4 separate regions of the Mus musculus genome follow, and all the other regions are linked to region 1. The links are chromatin contacts, called in public Hi-C and promoter capture Hi-C maps. All regions are on one chromosome and are shown on one strand. The core of a region is the stretch at or near the end of the contact, and the rest is flanking DNA. Distances in the headings are between cores, read along the strand shown.

What was found. Promoter capture Hi-C pulls out the DNA fragments that hold promoters and counts their contacts. A called contact is a pair of places that touch in the nucleus more often than the background predicts.
Region 2: a promoter capture Hi-C map of pre-B cells shows a contact between it and region 1, with 5 times the contacts expected there. The contact joins the promoter of Itpr1 here to the promoter of Il5ra in region 1. A contact is called at or near these places in 2 of 39 promoter capture datasets (the HPC-7 cell line, HPC-7-derived erythroid cells and pre-B cells), 1 of 484 Hi-C or Micro-C datasets (B cells) and 1 of 115 datasets of contacts at active chromatin or transcription factors (large pre-B cells).
Region 3: a contact with region 1 is called in a promoter capture Hi-C map of pre-B cells. The contact joins the promoter of Bhlhe40 here to the promoter of Il5ra in region 1. A contact is called at or near these places in 2 of 39 promoter capture datasets (the HPC-7 cell line and pre-B cells) and 1 of 115 datasets of contacts at active chromatin or transcription factors (pancreatic cancer cells).
Region 4: a Hi-C map of B cells shows a contact between it and region 1, with 8 read pairs. The contact joins the enhancer-like site here to the promoter of Il5ra in region 1. A contact is called at or near these places in 2 of 39 promoter capture datasets (liver and pre-B cells), 2 of 484 Hi-C or Micro-C datasets (both in B cells) and 2 of 115 datasets of contacts at active chromatin or transcription factors (large pre-B cells and pancreatic cancer cells).

Annotation. Positions count from the first base shown.
Region 1 is chr6:106,747,703-106,750,906 of GRCm38.p6, forward strand. Il5ra (interleukin 5 receptor, alpha) reads right to left here and starts at 1,335. Exons shown (of 13, transcript NM_008370.2): 1 at 1,145-1,335.
Region 2 is chr6:108,211,499-108,214,972 of GRCm38.p6, forward strand. Itpr1 (inositol 1,4,5-trisphosphate receptor 1) reads left to right here and starts at 1,598. Exons shown (of 62, transcript NM_010585.5): 1 at 1,598-1,855; 2 at 2,705-2,780. Gm38872 (predicted gene, 38872) reads right to left here and starts at 1,420. Exons shown (of 3, transcript NR_167935.1): 1 at 1,357-1,420; 2 at 1,108-1,275; 3 at 758-942.
Region 3 is chr6:108,659,275-108,662,561 of GRCm38.p6, forward strand. Bhlhe40 (basic helix-loop-helix family, member e40) reads left to right here and starts at 1,355. Exons shown (of 5, transcript NM_011498.4): 1 at 1,355-1,718; 2 at 1,887-1,956; 3 at 2,231-2,338; 4 at 3,247-3,287. The coding sequence starts at 1,639. It overlaps 0610040F04Rik (RIKEN cDNA 0610040F04 gene), which reads right to left and starts at 1,660. Exons shown (of 7, transcript NR_104577.1): 1 at 1,543-1,660.
Region 4 is chr6:108,718,058-108,721,408 of GRCm38.p6, forward strand. It overlaps Gm35359 (a long non-coding RNA gene), which reads right to left. Exons shown (of 3, transcript XR_377955.2): 2 at 469-595. Among named protein-coding and RNA genes, the nearest start is that of Gm35359, 12 kb to the right of the region's middle. Within about 2 kb of position 1,309, at least 51 of the 459 cell types and tissues checked have an H3K27ac peak or open chromatin away from gene starts, as enhancers often do. A contact at or near this core is called in B cells and pre-B cells, where this site is marked.

The DNA.
Region 1 (3,204 bases), core at 85-2,584:
GTATTCTGCATAGACAGAGTGTTTGCTACAAGTATCTCAATACTTAACTATATCTCACCAATCCCATTTGGCACTAAGATCCACATAGATGCTTCCTCGTTGGTGGACATACCTGACTATGGATGATCCCTTCAGTTCCACAGGTTCTCAACGTTAGAAGTCGAGAACCACCACTGCCTGTTGTATCTAGCTTTCCATCATAGCCCCAGCACGTATCACCCTGTCAGGTCCAGGGCACATGCCTATCAGTCTTGGTCCAGAGAAGAATAGGGACAAGTCATTACTCAGCCCTTGTGAGGCAAGGCAAGTCTGTTCAACATCAACAAAGGGATGGCTTAGATCAGCTGTGAGGCTGTGTGGGCAATGCCTGGCAAGACTGGCTTCTTGCATGCATTACTTAAAAATTTCCCCACATTGCATGTTAAGTACTGTTAAACAAATGAGACAGTTTGATTTCCAAATCTTGATTATATTTCAAAATATAAATGTTTAATAATCAACTACATATATTTATCACCAGCCAACTATTGAAGAGACCATATGAACATACAGAAATAATAGGTAATGAAGTGTTCAAAATTATAATCCACTGAATTATCGTTTTTTCTGGCCTTCCTCTCTTTCTTTCTTCCTTCTTTCCTTTCTCTCTCTCTCTCTCTCTCTCTCTCTCTCTCTCTCTCTCCCTCTCTCTCTCTCTCTCTCTTTCTTCTTTCTCTCGATTCCTTTCCATCCATGCTTTTTGTGTATCTGGAATATATATCTTCCTGGTTTTAGGTACCTAACTAGTGAGCATAAAGCCAAGTGAGACATCTCATAAGCTTTTTGTACATTTTAGATAAAATAAAAATCACAGATACCAAAGATATTTCAGCAGAAAGCAGAAAAAAATAACTTCAGTTTATGACATCACTACCTTATTGTTGTTTGTCTCTAAATTTGTAACTCTTGAAATTAACTCTGAAACTTATTCTGACTATATCTAACTAGATCTATAGCCTATTTTCTAAACTCGTATATTTTTTTAAGAAGTCTTGTCATTAGATATATACTTCTTTTAATAAACTGTCAACAGCAGGAGGAAACAAATGTCTTCTATTTCCAGGGGTTTTGGCAAAACACAAGACATTACTTTAACAGGACTCACCTTGGTACAAATGAACACATTAGATACAGAGCCATCAACAAAAATAGAACTGCATACCGGGACCTGTCCAGTGAGCTTCTTCTAGTTTGGTATCCCCAGCGTTAGCTCTGTCTCTGCTGATAACAGGGCTACACAGTGTTCTGTTTCCTCTTTTTTCTATTGAAACATTTTCTGTGTTTACCAATTATTTCTCTTTTCCTGTCCCTCCTTTTGGTGAGGGTCCTGGGCGTGTCTCCAGCCTAGTCATAGAAAAAGGTATTTATCTGCCCTACCAACCCTACAGTGAGTCAAACGTTTGATTCCTGGTTACTAAGAAGTACAGTGGCTGCCGAGCTCTGAGCCTGCAGCTGTGCATCTACTCTCTGGGTGCACTGGTGTTTGACTTTAAGGCGGGTTCTTTACTCTTTCATCATCAGAACTGTCATGGTTAAGAAGACACCTGCAGTTTCTCTTACAATGGAAAGACCACACAACTGCTCTTTGGAAGAAGATTCCCAAGAGAGCAACCCATTAGAGAGGGCCCACACTAGAGTCTTAGTGATCATACTGTTCACTGACAAAGGCTTGCCTCCTTCATATACCACAATCTGAGAACTCTGCGAGCTTTAGCCTGGTGTGTGTGTGTGTGTGTATGTGTGTGTGTGTGTGTGTGTGTGTGTGTGTGTGTGTGTGTGTGTGTTGCACGCAAGTGTGTGCTTGCATATAAGCAAAGATACTGTGTCTGGTCAATATCCCAACAGGAGGCTTGTGAGTTGATAGGTCACAGGGCCTGACACATGGGCAGGTTCCTCCACCCTGATTTTGAAGTGCATTTCTGAGACTCCTGACTTCTGCTTTGTTATGAAGCTCTGAACCCTTAAGTGAACATGTAGAGAGAGAATTGCCTAGGAGTCTAGCTCTAATAAATTGCTAGGGTCTATCTAGCCTGACCCAGCTCATCCGTCATCAGCCCTGACAGTGACAGTCTCCAAGGCACACTCCACATACTACTCCCGTGTCATCTTCCAGTGCCCAGTGTGGCAACCTAGCCTTATTGTTGTTCTTCAGTTGATACAGATGCTCTTGGAGTCTCCTGCCCTTTGCTTTTCTCTGGGTGTTTTAGTCTGAGGATTTTCATGCTGAGTGACTAGCAGAGCAGGTATTTTCCCCCCTTTAATTATGGCTTAGAGCAATGGTTCTAACCCCAACCATAAAATTATTCCCTTGTTACTTCATAACTGTAATGTTGCTACTGTTCCAAATCATAATACAGATATCTGATATGCAAGATATCTGATATGTGACCCCTGTTGTGGGAGTCATGTCCCACAGGTGTACAAAGCACTGGCTTAGGGTGAGAGTACATGAGAACTGTGTTCAGTGCTTTCTTATTTGAGCCAGATAGTAGTAACTACCTCTCAAAGACCTGGTGCAGGACTCCTAGTCCCCAGAGAAGCCAGCAGAGAAGTCTTTCAGAGAAGAGGGGGCAGACATAGAGAAGCCATTGTGGAGGCTAAATCAGTGTTTCTGTTTGTGAGATGATAAATGATGAGTCCCCTGAAAAAAGTTGCTGCGGGGCTCAGTGTCCGCTCGCACGGTGTAAGTACAGTGCTGTGTCTGTGCCCGGGGTTCCCAAGGTAACCGTTTGAAAGAGAAGCCAAAATGAAACCAGATCAATCGTTGTTTGATGACCCAAACAATGTGATCTTCCTTGGGGAAAGAAGAAGTGAAACAAGAAGCAGAAAAAACTCCTGCTCTTTGCTGAGAGCTGTCCAGGAAAGGTTAGACAGAGTTTCAGCCATCTGGCCTACCTACTCTTCAGAGTACTATGTGTCTTAGTTTAGATGCATTACTAAAGAACACTGAAAATACTACTCATCATAAGCACGGAACGCTGTGTCCTGAAAGGCTACTTTTAACATTTGTTGTATTTCTTACACATGGTTATACAAAATGTATTTACAGATTTCAGATATGCACAATGCCAGACACTCTGAAGATTTTCAGAAAATTATTCCGGCTATGTCTCTGAATGTCATTGTTCCCCAAGTGTGCGGTTTGATATTTTAACTTACTCTACC
Region 2 (3,474 bases), core at 348-2,847, 1.5 Mb after region 1:
TTCACGAGAGGAGGCAAGGCTGTTGAATCACGTAATAGGAAAAGAGAACAGGCAAACATTAATGAGTATTGAATCCCTCTCTAGATGGCAAACCTGGGGTAAAGAGTTCAAGGTGATTTGCCTAAGGGCTTAGAGGCTGCTCCTAAAATAGGAGGGGCTCCTTTAAGGAGGTGGTGATGGAGGTCCCAATGGGCAAGTGCTTAGTATAGGTACAGGTTGGAGTTGCAAAGGAGACCAAAGTTAACCTGGCTTGTCCTGTTCTTTGGCCTTATACCTGCTGTATACAAAGAGGTTACAAACCCAGAATCAGTGACACTCAATAGCATGCTGTACAGAAAGCAGGTAGGCTGAGCTCTGTAGAACCATTTGTTTTCATTACAAGGATTACTGTTAACAGGTCTTTAGCGGTAGCAGACAGACCCCCATTTAGGATGTTATGATATATTTTGGCGCGCTCTCATATCCTGGCACAGTGCCTGGCCTGGCACCCAGATGACACCCGGGGAACGTTTGTGGAATGAATACGTGCAGTCTAGTTTGTAGGGTGGGATGGGGAAGGAGACAGTAGGATAACTTTGCCTGTGATGCAAACTCTTCTTCCCAAGACCAAAGTTCTATGCACTTTGCAGCCTGGAGCCTACACTATTTTCTGGTGTGTGGAAATCCATTTCAGCCCAGAGGCTTGGGTTGAAGACTTGCAGCACGCCTCGCCTGGACGCACTCATCTTAGTATAAGCAGTTTTCTCTGAAGCCCTTATTTTTTTGGTTTGCGGTTTATTTACTTTAGCGTTTACAGATTCCAGGAGCATAGGGGTCTTAGAAGCGGGGTCAGGACCGAGGTCGCGGTTTGTATTTCTTTCCTGCTTCGCGATCACAACATCAGCAAGTCACAACATGGTTCCTTTATTTGCTCACTCGTCAGGGTAGCGTTTCTTTTACCTCCTACCGGGCGACGAAAGACAGACCCAGCTCGAATTCAGAAAAGGGCTCTCACACGATTACCCCGCATCCTCAATAGCAGGGACCACCCCATTTCCAGACTTAGTTTTTCATGCAGACACTAGCAGGATCCAATAAAAAACTAGACCAGATTTAATAAAGACAAACTTGTTTCTTTAATCCTTGACCGCAAACACTGGCGTTTTTGTGCCTCGGATTTCTGAAATTCTTGGCTCCAGGACACAGGGCGCGCGGGGGTGGGTAAATAGCTTGTAAAAACTTCCCGAAGCAGTAATCCGAGCTCTTCCTCTCTCTCCGGACCCTAGTGACACCTGACTTTAGGAAGGGAAGATACAAGTCAAAAGAGAAGGGTTCACAGAGGTAGGGGACATACCCAGTGGGTCGGGCTTGCCAAACCTGGGGAGTCCGGTGTTCAGACACAAGTTCGCAACCCGAGCCTTCAGCCTGGGCGCCTCTTCCCCCTCCCACCCCTGGTCAGCGCGCGGGAGTCTATTTAGAACCCAGCCCCGGAGCCCAGGGGATTCTGGGACTTGTAGTCCCTCTGCGCAGCCCCAGGCGCCGGCACGACCTGGGACTCGGACTACATTGCCCAGGGAGCTTCCCGGCCTATATAAGCGGTCGGGCGCTGCTTTAAAGTGCAGTAACCATGTGGATGTTCTGCTGAAGCGTTTCCTCAAGCCTGCCGGGGTGGGAGGAGAGGAGGAGGTGGTGGTGGTGGAGGAGGTGGAGGCAGAGGGTGGAGAGAGAGAAAGCGCACGCCGAGAGGAGGTGTGGGTGTTCCGCTCCCATCCTAACGGAACGAGCTCCCTCTTCGCGGACATGGGATTGCCCAGCGGCTGCTAACCCCTCTCCTGGTCCTGATCCCCCAAACCGGCGTGGCTCCCCGGTCACCAAGGTAGCTGCTGGGGCCGGGCAGAGGGCGCGGGGAGTTGGCACTAGCTCCCGTGCGCAGAAGTTTTTGCCCTGATCACCGGGAGTTCTTGGTGGCTTTGGTGGCTTTGCATGCACTTGGCGTGTATTTTGGGGCTTCTTTCCCTGTGAACAGTTTTGGGGGGAGGTATATATTTTTTTTCAGGCTTAAGTAACCCCAAACGTCCTCGACTCTAGTGACCGGTTTCAACCTCCTTCCCCGTATTGAAATGGCATTCCCCCAAGTTGGAAACGGTTGGAGTGTCTGCAGGAAATAGTTTTTTTTCCCCCTGGGGGGGGGTATTTGAGGGGGTCATATGAGTTCGCTCAAGGAAATAATCTTTCTAAAAATGTAGCTAGCCCTGTTGCGCTGCTCAGCTGGTAGGATAATGCATGCGTGGGGGTCCCCGTGGGTTAAAAAAAAAAAAAAGGAAGAAAACCGGAGGAAGGGGGGGGGGGGCGATGAGGAAAGAAGTGTGGACGGAGCTCGTGCCCAATGAGGACGCGGGTTTCACATACTTGGCCTCCACGCGGGGAAACAAGTGCTTTGGGATCTCAACACGTCCCTTACTTCCATCCACCTTCAATCCCCATCCGGCGTGTTCGAAGTTTCTGCGTGTCTGATCTTTCTGGCCAGCTACTGACGGGAAATAAGCATGCTGGGTTTGCTTTTATTTGGGGGAAAGAGATCCCTCCGACTTAGCTGCTAAATTTGGAGGGGAGTGGGATCTGCAGGAAAAGCGGAGGCTATAAAAGTCAAAACTTGGATTTGAGAATTTCTGATAGACCCTCGCGAGATCCCCTACTCAGTCTTCTTTCTTTGTTAAATATTTAGGAGCTGATTACAAGGGACCAGGATTTGCATCCTTGGCTGGGCGTCCATTGGCTACAGAGTGCCTGACCTGGGTCAGGTGAGTGTGCGAGCCGAGTGCTGTAGTCAAAAATGGGTTTTTGTCCTAAGCATTTTCTAAGTCCTCTTGTAGCTGCCATAGAGGTAAAGTAGGGAAAAGAAAGACACCGTGGTCAAAATTGGTCATGGTCTTGGGTGAGTAAAGGTCTAGTGACAGCCACTTTTGAAGGTCGCTCAGAAGTGAAGCATGGCGGGGTGAGGGGGGTGGGGTGGGGAAGATGTCGGTAAGCGACCACAACGTGCAGTTAAAGGGACTGTAAAGTGGGTGGTCCCTTACCAGCCTGAGAGGAGCCCTCATTAGTTTAATTCCCAAAGATGCAGAACTTTTCATCTGCCAAGATCCCTAAGCAAGAGTGAGATACCCCTCCCTTTCACAAACTGTCACTTTGTTCTGTTCGGTTGTGGGCATGCCTGTACCCAGAATGGGCTGGGCTGCAAGAAATGAAAGTGACAAATTGAAAGAATGAGAACTTAAAAACGGGAAGGAAGAGCTTAAAGAATACTACAGTCGCTTCCAGGGTTTCACTGGAGCCACCTGAATGTCAAGGAACCCAGCGGGCTTCTCTTGCTTTGGGACCTGTTCCTGGATGAGGAGCTGAGGGCAGGCAGCATTTCTGTCAGTATAATGGCATATTTAAAACCATCACAGCCCGTTTCTAGAAAATAAAGCTTCTGTAGGTACAGGTGCCACTATG
Region 3 (3,287 bases), core at 105-2,604, 1.9 Mb after region 1:
TCCTCTCTCTCTCCTGTCCTGGAATAGACTGCAAACAGCGCCACCCAAGTTCCTGGTTAGCAGCGGGATCCCATGCAGATCCCTTGCAGCCCGGTGCGCGGGGGTCTAGGCTTGGAAGCCAGCGCGGAGAGGCTTGCAAGTGAGCCGAGCTCCGGCCCGCGTCCGGGCCACGTGAAGCGTCACGCCCCGCGCTGCTGCAGGGCAGGCGCCGTCGCCGCGGTTGTGTAACGCTGCAGCCGGAGGGGAGGCGACCCGGACGCCTCTGCATCGGAGGGGGCAGAGGAGGGAGGGAACGCCGGGCACTGTGCCCGGTATCTTTCTGTGCTTGACTAGCCAGGGTGGGTGGGGGCAGTGAGGCACCCTGAAAGGCGGGAGGAGATGGGTGCGCGCCAGTCGGGTGCCAGGCCACCCGCAGGCTGCGCCTGGGACCTGAGCTCCCGGGAGAGTCCGGGGTGGGGGTGGGGGGAGGGGGTCGGCACGGCTCACACGGTCCACGGTCAGGTGCGCGCGGCGTGCTCGGCGGCGGCCTCGGCTGCCCTAGCTCCTGGCCACCAGCCCGCTTCCCATGGGGTGACATCCGCCCCGCCCTCGGTCCCTCCCCAAGGCGGGCAATTCCTGGACACTGAGGCTGAGCGCTGGGGGGGGGGGGGGGGGGGGGGCTGGGAAGCCAGGACGGAAAGAAACCCCAGCCTCTGGAGAAGGCTAAGGGGGGCCGACGACTCCCTCAGCTGCGCACCGGTTCCTAGGAGCGGGCCAGGCGGGGGAGGAGGAAGAAGGCTGGGCTGGAGCGACCAAGGGGATATTCCTCTCCCGGCTTGAGTCAGACGCGGGCGGAATCCGTCCTCCCCCGTTCCCTCCCAGGAGACGGGAACTTACTTCATTTCCCTGGGGCAGGTTCGCCCACGTTACCAACTCTTCCCCCCCCCCCTCCAGCTCCCCGGTTCCTTCCAGCTTCCGTGCCCCCCACCCAGCTGGGCAGGACTCTGGCTGCGCTGCCACCCCCTCTTTCGGGGAAAGGAGGCCGCAGCCGCAGACACCTGGGGGCCCGAGGTTTGGAGGGGGGGGGGGCACTTCGCAGCCGCCAGAGCGTTGTCCAACACGTGAGGCTCATGTGATGAAGCCGGGGGAGGGCGGGCAGGTCGCTCCTTCCCTCCCCGGCAGCGGCCAGACGTGCTTGGAGTCACAGGGTAGAACACGTAGCTTCTACCCACCCACTCGCTCCCATTTAACCCAGCCCGCAGCCTCTCCTTACTCCTCGGCTCGTCCCCTCCAGCAACTCCCCCCCCCCCGCCCCGCCCGCTCCGCCCTGAGCAACCCCCCCTTCCCTCCCGCCTCTCCGCCCGCCCCACTTCTCATTCACTTGGCTCGCACGGCGCAGACAGCGCAGCGAGCACACACCGCCAGTCTGTGTGCAGAGCGGGAGCCAGAAGCCGTGGGGACACCCGGCCATGCACGCCCCCAACTGAAGCGACACCTCAAAGCCGCTGCTCCTGGCATCCCAGCGCATTGCAAGGAAGCTCAGGCTAGCTCATAGGAACATACCTCTTGAGACCCTCGGATCCTCCCTTCCAGGGCAGCCCTTTCTCAGACTCTACTAAGTGCAGACAGGAGCGCACAGTGGCCCCTGCTCGCCGCATCATGGAACGGATCCCCAGCGCGCAACCACCTCCTACCTGCCTGCCCAAAGCTCCAGGGCTGGAGCACGGAGACCTGTCAGGGTAAGTGTGTGCTGTGATCCCTTCAAGTCTCCACTCCTAACCTTGTGTTCCGCGACACTCTCAACTTGGGGCATCTCTGAGAGTATAGGGGGCTTCTTTCACGTCTAGGGCTCCTGCAGCTAGTACGCACTCGGGAGTCACGGCTTTTTCTGACCTCTCTCCCTGCAGGATGGATTTTGCCCACATGTACCAAGTGTACAAGTCCAGGCGGGGAATAAAACGGAGCGAAGACAGCAAGGTAGGTGCATCCCTGGGAACCTCATTCCTTAGCCCCTCGTGTGCGCTGAGTTTCCAAGAAAAGTTTGCTTGTTTCAAGGTTGGCTGGGGGGTTCAAGATGAGATGAGCTCATTGCCACAAATGAGTGACTTGGGAAAGAAGGGGCAGAGAAGGTGAATCTGGGTGCGTCTCTGCGCCCTCGCAGAATTTTTCCCCCCTGCTACCGGTTGGGAAGGAAGGGAGGAAGCTTCGTTCCCTTCCCCGGGCACCCATTGCTTCCATGTATTCCATGCAGGAAACTTACAAACTGCCGCACCGGCTGATTGAGAAAAAGAGACGTGACCGGATTAACGAGTGCATTGCCCAGCTGAAGGATCTCCTACCCGAACATCTCAAACTTACTGTAAGTGAGAAGCTGGCTGCGCTCCAACCCAGTTCTTCTGCCCAGAGGGCGGATGGTGGGGTGGGGGTGTCTCTCGCCGCCTGCAGGCGTCACGGGGAACTGCATGCTAGACGGGCGGATCAAAGCTTCTGGTTTGGAGGGAACCCATCCCCAGACCCAGAACTTCCTAAGCAGAGGCAGAACCAGAACCATCTGGGGCCTCTTTAAGTTGGCTTCAACACTAACACAGCTTCCTTTTGGTAGTTTTTTTTTCTCTCTCTCACCACCTTGTAGTCTCCCTGACTTAAAGAAGCAAACCACGAAATTAAAAACTTAAGCCTTGTCCGCTTTTCATTTACAATAGGACCTACTTTATTTAATGTGTGCCTTTTTTTTTTTTCGTCATAATCTTTACTGGTAGCCAAAAGCTTTTTAGCTTTTCCTTCGGGAAAAGTATTTGGAAAGGAAGACAAAAAGCCAGCATGACTGGAAGTTCTGAACAAGTGTCAGGGGGGAAAGAAAGAAAGAAAGAAACGCAACACATTGGGAAAGCCACTTGGTTGCCAGACACAGTAGACATCCCTCCCTGGGTTGACACCACAGCAGATAAATGTTATCCCCGGAGTCCCCTAAGTTAAGGTCAGGGCAGCTGCTGGAGAAATATATCTGTCAGCTCACTCCCTAGACTGTAACAACTACCAAAATGCCTCCAAAGATAGACAACACGTGTCTGGCTTTTTTTTTTTTTTAAGCTTTTGATCATCTATGTGTATATGTTAAAACATCTGCAAACTTTAAATTTAGTGGAGCAGGAAAGACTCTTCCTATCTTTGTTGTTGTTGACACCCAATTCTCCTAACAGATAGTGTCAGAAGGGACTCCACTGACCTCACGGGTGACAGACTCTCCGTTTTTTTCTTCTTCTTCAGACTTTGGGTCACTTGGAAAAAGCAGTGGTTCTGGAGCTTAC
Region 4 (3,351 bases), core at 59-2,558, 2.0 Mb after region 1:
TTCAAAGACCTTTTCTTCTCTTCCCTTCCCTCCCCCTCCCCTCCTCTTCCCTCCTTCCCTCCCTCCCTCCCTCCCTGCACCCTCCCTCCCTCCCTGCCCCCCCTCCCTCCTTCCCTCCCTCCCTCCCTGCCCCCTCCCTCCCTGCCCCCTCCCTCCCTCCCTCCCTGCCCCCTCCCTCCTTCCTTCCTGGGTTCCTGGAGATCCATAGTCTACTTTTTAAGTGTGTGTGTTGGGGGAGGTTTATTAGGCTCCGGGATTACATGACCTCTTCTGCACTACTGGAGATGGAAGCCAACCTAGCTTCTGTGCACCCTGAGTAGAGCTCTATCTTTGAGTGACACTCCTAGATTCTAGATCATCTTTGGAGATCTTTTTGGACGTCTGGCCTCTAAGCAGGTGACTCAGAATTATCTCTGAGACCTTGCTCAGTTCTCAGAACTCTTCGTTTGGTTAGAAGTGTCAACCTACCTCTAAGCAAGCCAGGACTCAGTTCCTCTGCAGTCCAGCCTCTCTGGACTTCTGACTCTCAGCTTTGGCTTTGCCATGAGTTTCTGTACGTTGCCTTCTGGAACTTGGCAACCAGCATCCCCAGCCACTGGAAAGAGAGTGTATGGCTCTCAGCATCTGTCTATCCATCCCAGGTGAGGATGCAGCCCAGCTGGCTGGCTGGCCACTTATGCTGGATGGGGGCTAGAATTCAGTGATTGGCTCAGAAGAAGGGGTCCCAATGAAGAATCCCTGTTTCTGAATGTTGGTTTTAGTTCAAACATACTGCATGTATTATCTTTGCAAACTGTGGCAAGAATGATGAGAAGAAGGTTTGTATTACCGCTGGACAAATGAGCAATGGAAGCCCAGAGATGCTAATTCACTTTCCCACAGCGGTACAGTCAGACATAAAATCTGGGGCAGGCTGTCTATCTGGACATACCCTTTGAGTTCCTTCCCATCTCTGACAATTAACCTAAAAATGGAGAAGTTGGTGTAGGGTTTAGACAGAATGAAACTAGGCTCTTTACACACCAAGGGTGAGACCAAGGCACAAGTTCTGAGGCTGGTGACAAAGCATGCTGGTTAGGAAGATAAGGAGCCTGAAGCTGAGCCTCACCTTACCTTTGCCACCTGCCAGCCTCCCACCAGGAGGCTCCCAAAGATATCGATACAACTTGGGGATGTTCTGAATTCTCAGAAGATACATCCAACCAACTGTGGCAATCCCAACAGGCTCTCTGGCTACAAATCCCTCCCCTTTGGATATGAACTAGACTCCAAGCCCTGACAACCTCCTCCTTCTGAAGGCGCAGGGAACATTCCAGAAGAGGGAACAGAAACAATGTAAGATCTGGAGCAAGGGGGGAGTTCTGTGAAAGGCTATCTTCCGGCAACCAGACAAGGCTGTTGCACTTATAAACTCTGCAGCTGTACACAAGACCTGTACAAAGGCAGACCAATAACTCACTCAAAACCCCCGCAGGCAGCACTCATTTGGCTAAACAAACAAAGGAAAACACAGAAAGAACATGAAGGTGGGAAGGGGGGATGTTGGGAGAGTAGTGGGGCGGTGGGGAGCTGGGAGTTGATAAGGTCAATATACATTACTTATATGTATGACATTGTCAAAGAAAACATAAAAGATATCCTAATAAAAAGAAAAAGCAGTCTGGCATTGGTAGCCCATGCCTTTAATTCCAGCACTCAGGAGGCAGAGGGAAATGGAACTCTGTGAATTTCACGCCAATCTAGTCTGCAGAGTGAGTTCCAGGACAGCTAGGGCTATACAGAGAAACCTTGTCTTGAAAAATCAAAACAGCAACCAAAAGCAGAAAGAAAAAAAAAAAGAAAGAGACAAGAAACTCATCTGATCAAATTGAGAGAGCTTTAAACCCCAGTAGGCAGTGCATGTGTCAGCTCTTGTGCTCTGCTCTTCACTATGGACGTGCTATGACTAACTGCTTCAAATTCCTGGGGCCTGGACTTTCCTGCAGTGATGGGTACAACCTGGAATAATGAGCGAAATAAATCCCCTTCCTCTTAAAGAGAAACAACCCAAAAGACAAGGCTTCAGAGGCTCATGTGTCGAAGGCCTTGTCAGACCTCAGAAGGGGTCACGATTGAGGGAAGTTAAAAACCACAAAAGCACTAACTGAAGCAGTGAACATAAGGTGTAGAGTTAGAAATGGGTGTCTGGGCACACTCTTTGAGCTACTTTTTTTGTTTTTCTTTTTGTTTTTGTTTTTTTTTTTTTTTTTTTTTTTTTGAGACAGAGTTTCTCTGTATAGCCCTTGCTGCCCTGGAACTCACTTTGTAGACCAGGCTGGCCTCGAACTCAGAAATCCGCCTGCCTCTGCCTCCCAAGTGCTAGGATTAAAGGCATGCACCACCATCGCCCGGCGTCTGTGCACACTCTTAAATGGGATTATTTGTCCCTGACCTCTTCCTGTCTCTCCACTCCCAGGCTGCAGTGAGGTGAGAACCTCTGTTCCATTACACTCTGTCCACCATGTTGTTCATCTTTACCTCAGGCCCAAAGTAATCCATCTACCAATCATGAAGTGAACACTCTGGAACCCTGAGCCCAACATTGTCCTTCTCTCCCAAAACTGTTTTCTTGGGTATTTGGTCCCGGTCATGAGAGGCTAACACATCTGTTCTCCTCACGATCCTGCCAGCCTTGTGCAGGGCTTGGGCTCCTTATTTTTGTGATCCTCTTGGGCAGGCTCATCCCCTTCTCCGGTGGTGTGGAGCTCATGCTTTCTCTTGCCAGTTCCAACTCTACTTCTAGGAAGCCTTCCCTGATTTATTTAACAACTACCATCCATTCACTAACTCCTCCAAAGAATGTCTCCTCATGAAAATGATGGATGGTGCTGTCTTAGTCTGTGCTCCATTGCTGTGAAGAGACACCATGACCGAGGCAACTCTTAGAAAAGAAAGTATTTAATTGGGGTTTGCTTAAGGTCTCAGAGATTCAGTCCATTATCATTGTAATGTAGAGAATGGTGGCATGCAGGCAGACCTGGTAGTTGAGAGTTCTACATCTACATCTGAAGGCAGCGGGAAGAGAGAGATACTGGGCCTGGCTTGGATTTCTGAAACCCAAAGCCCACCCCCAATGACACACTTCCTCCCCACAAGGCCAGTCTTACTTCAACAAGGCCACACCTCCTAATCCCTCTCAAGTAGTGCCACTCCCCAATGGCCAAACAGTCAAATATGTGAGTCTATGGGGCCCTTTCTTATTCAAACCATCACAAGAGCTTTGGCTGGTTAGAGACGATTTCTGATTGGTGCTTCGTATGTAGTGACAGATCAACAAGTTCTGAAAGGCTCCCCCTGGACTGTGACACTCCC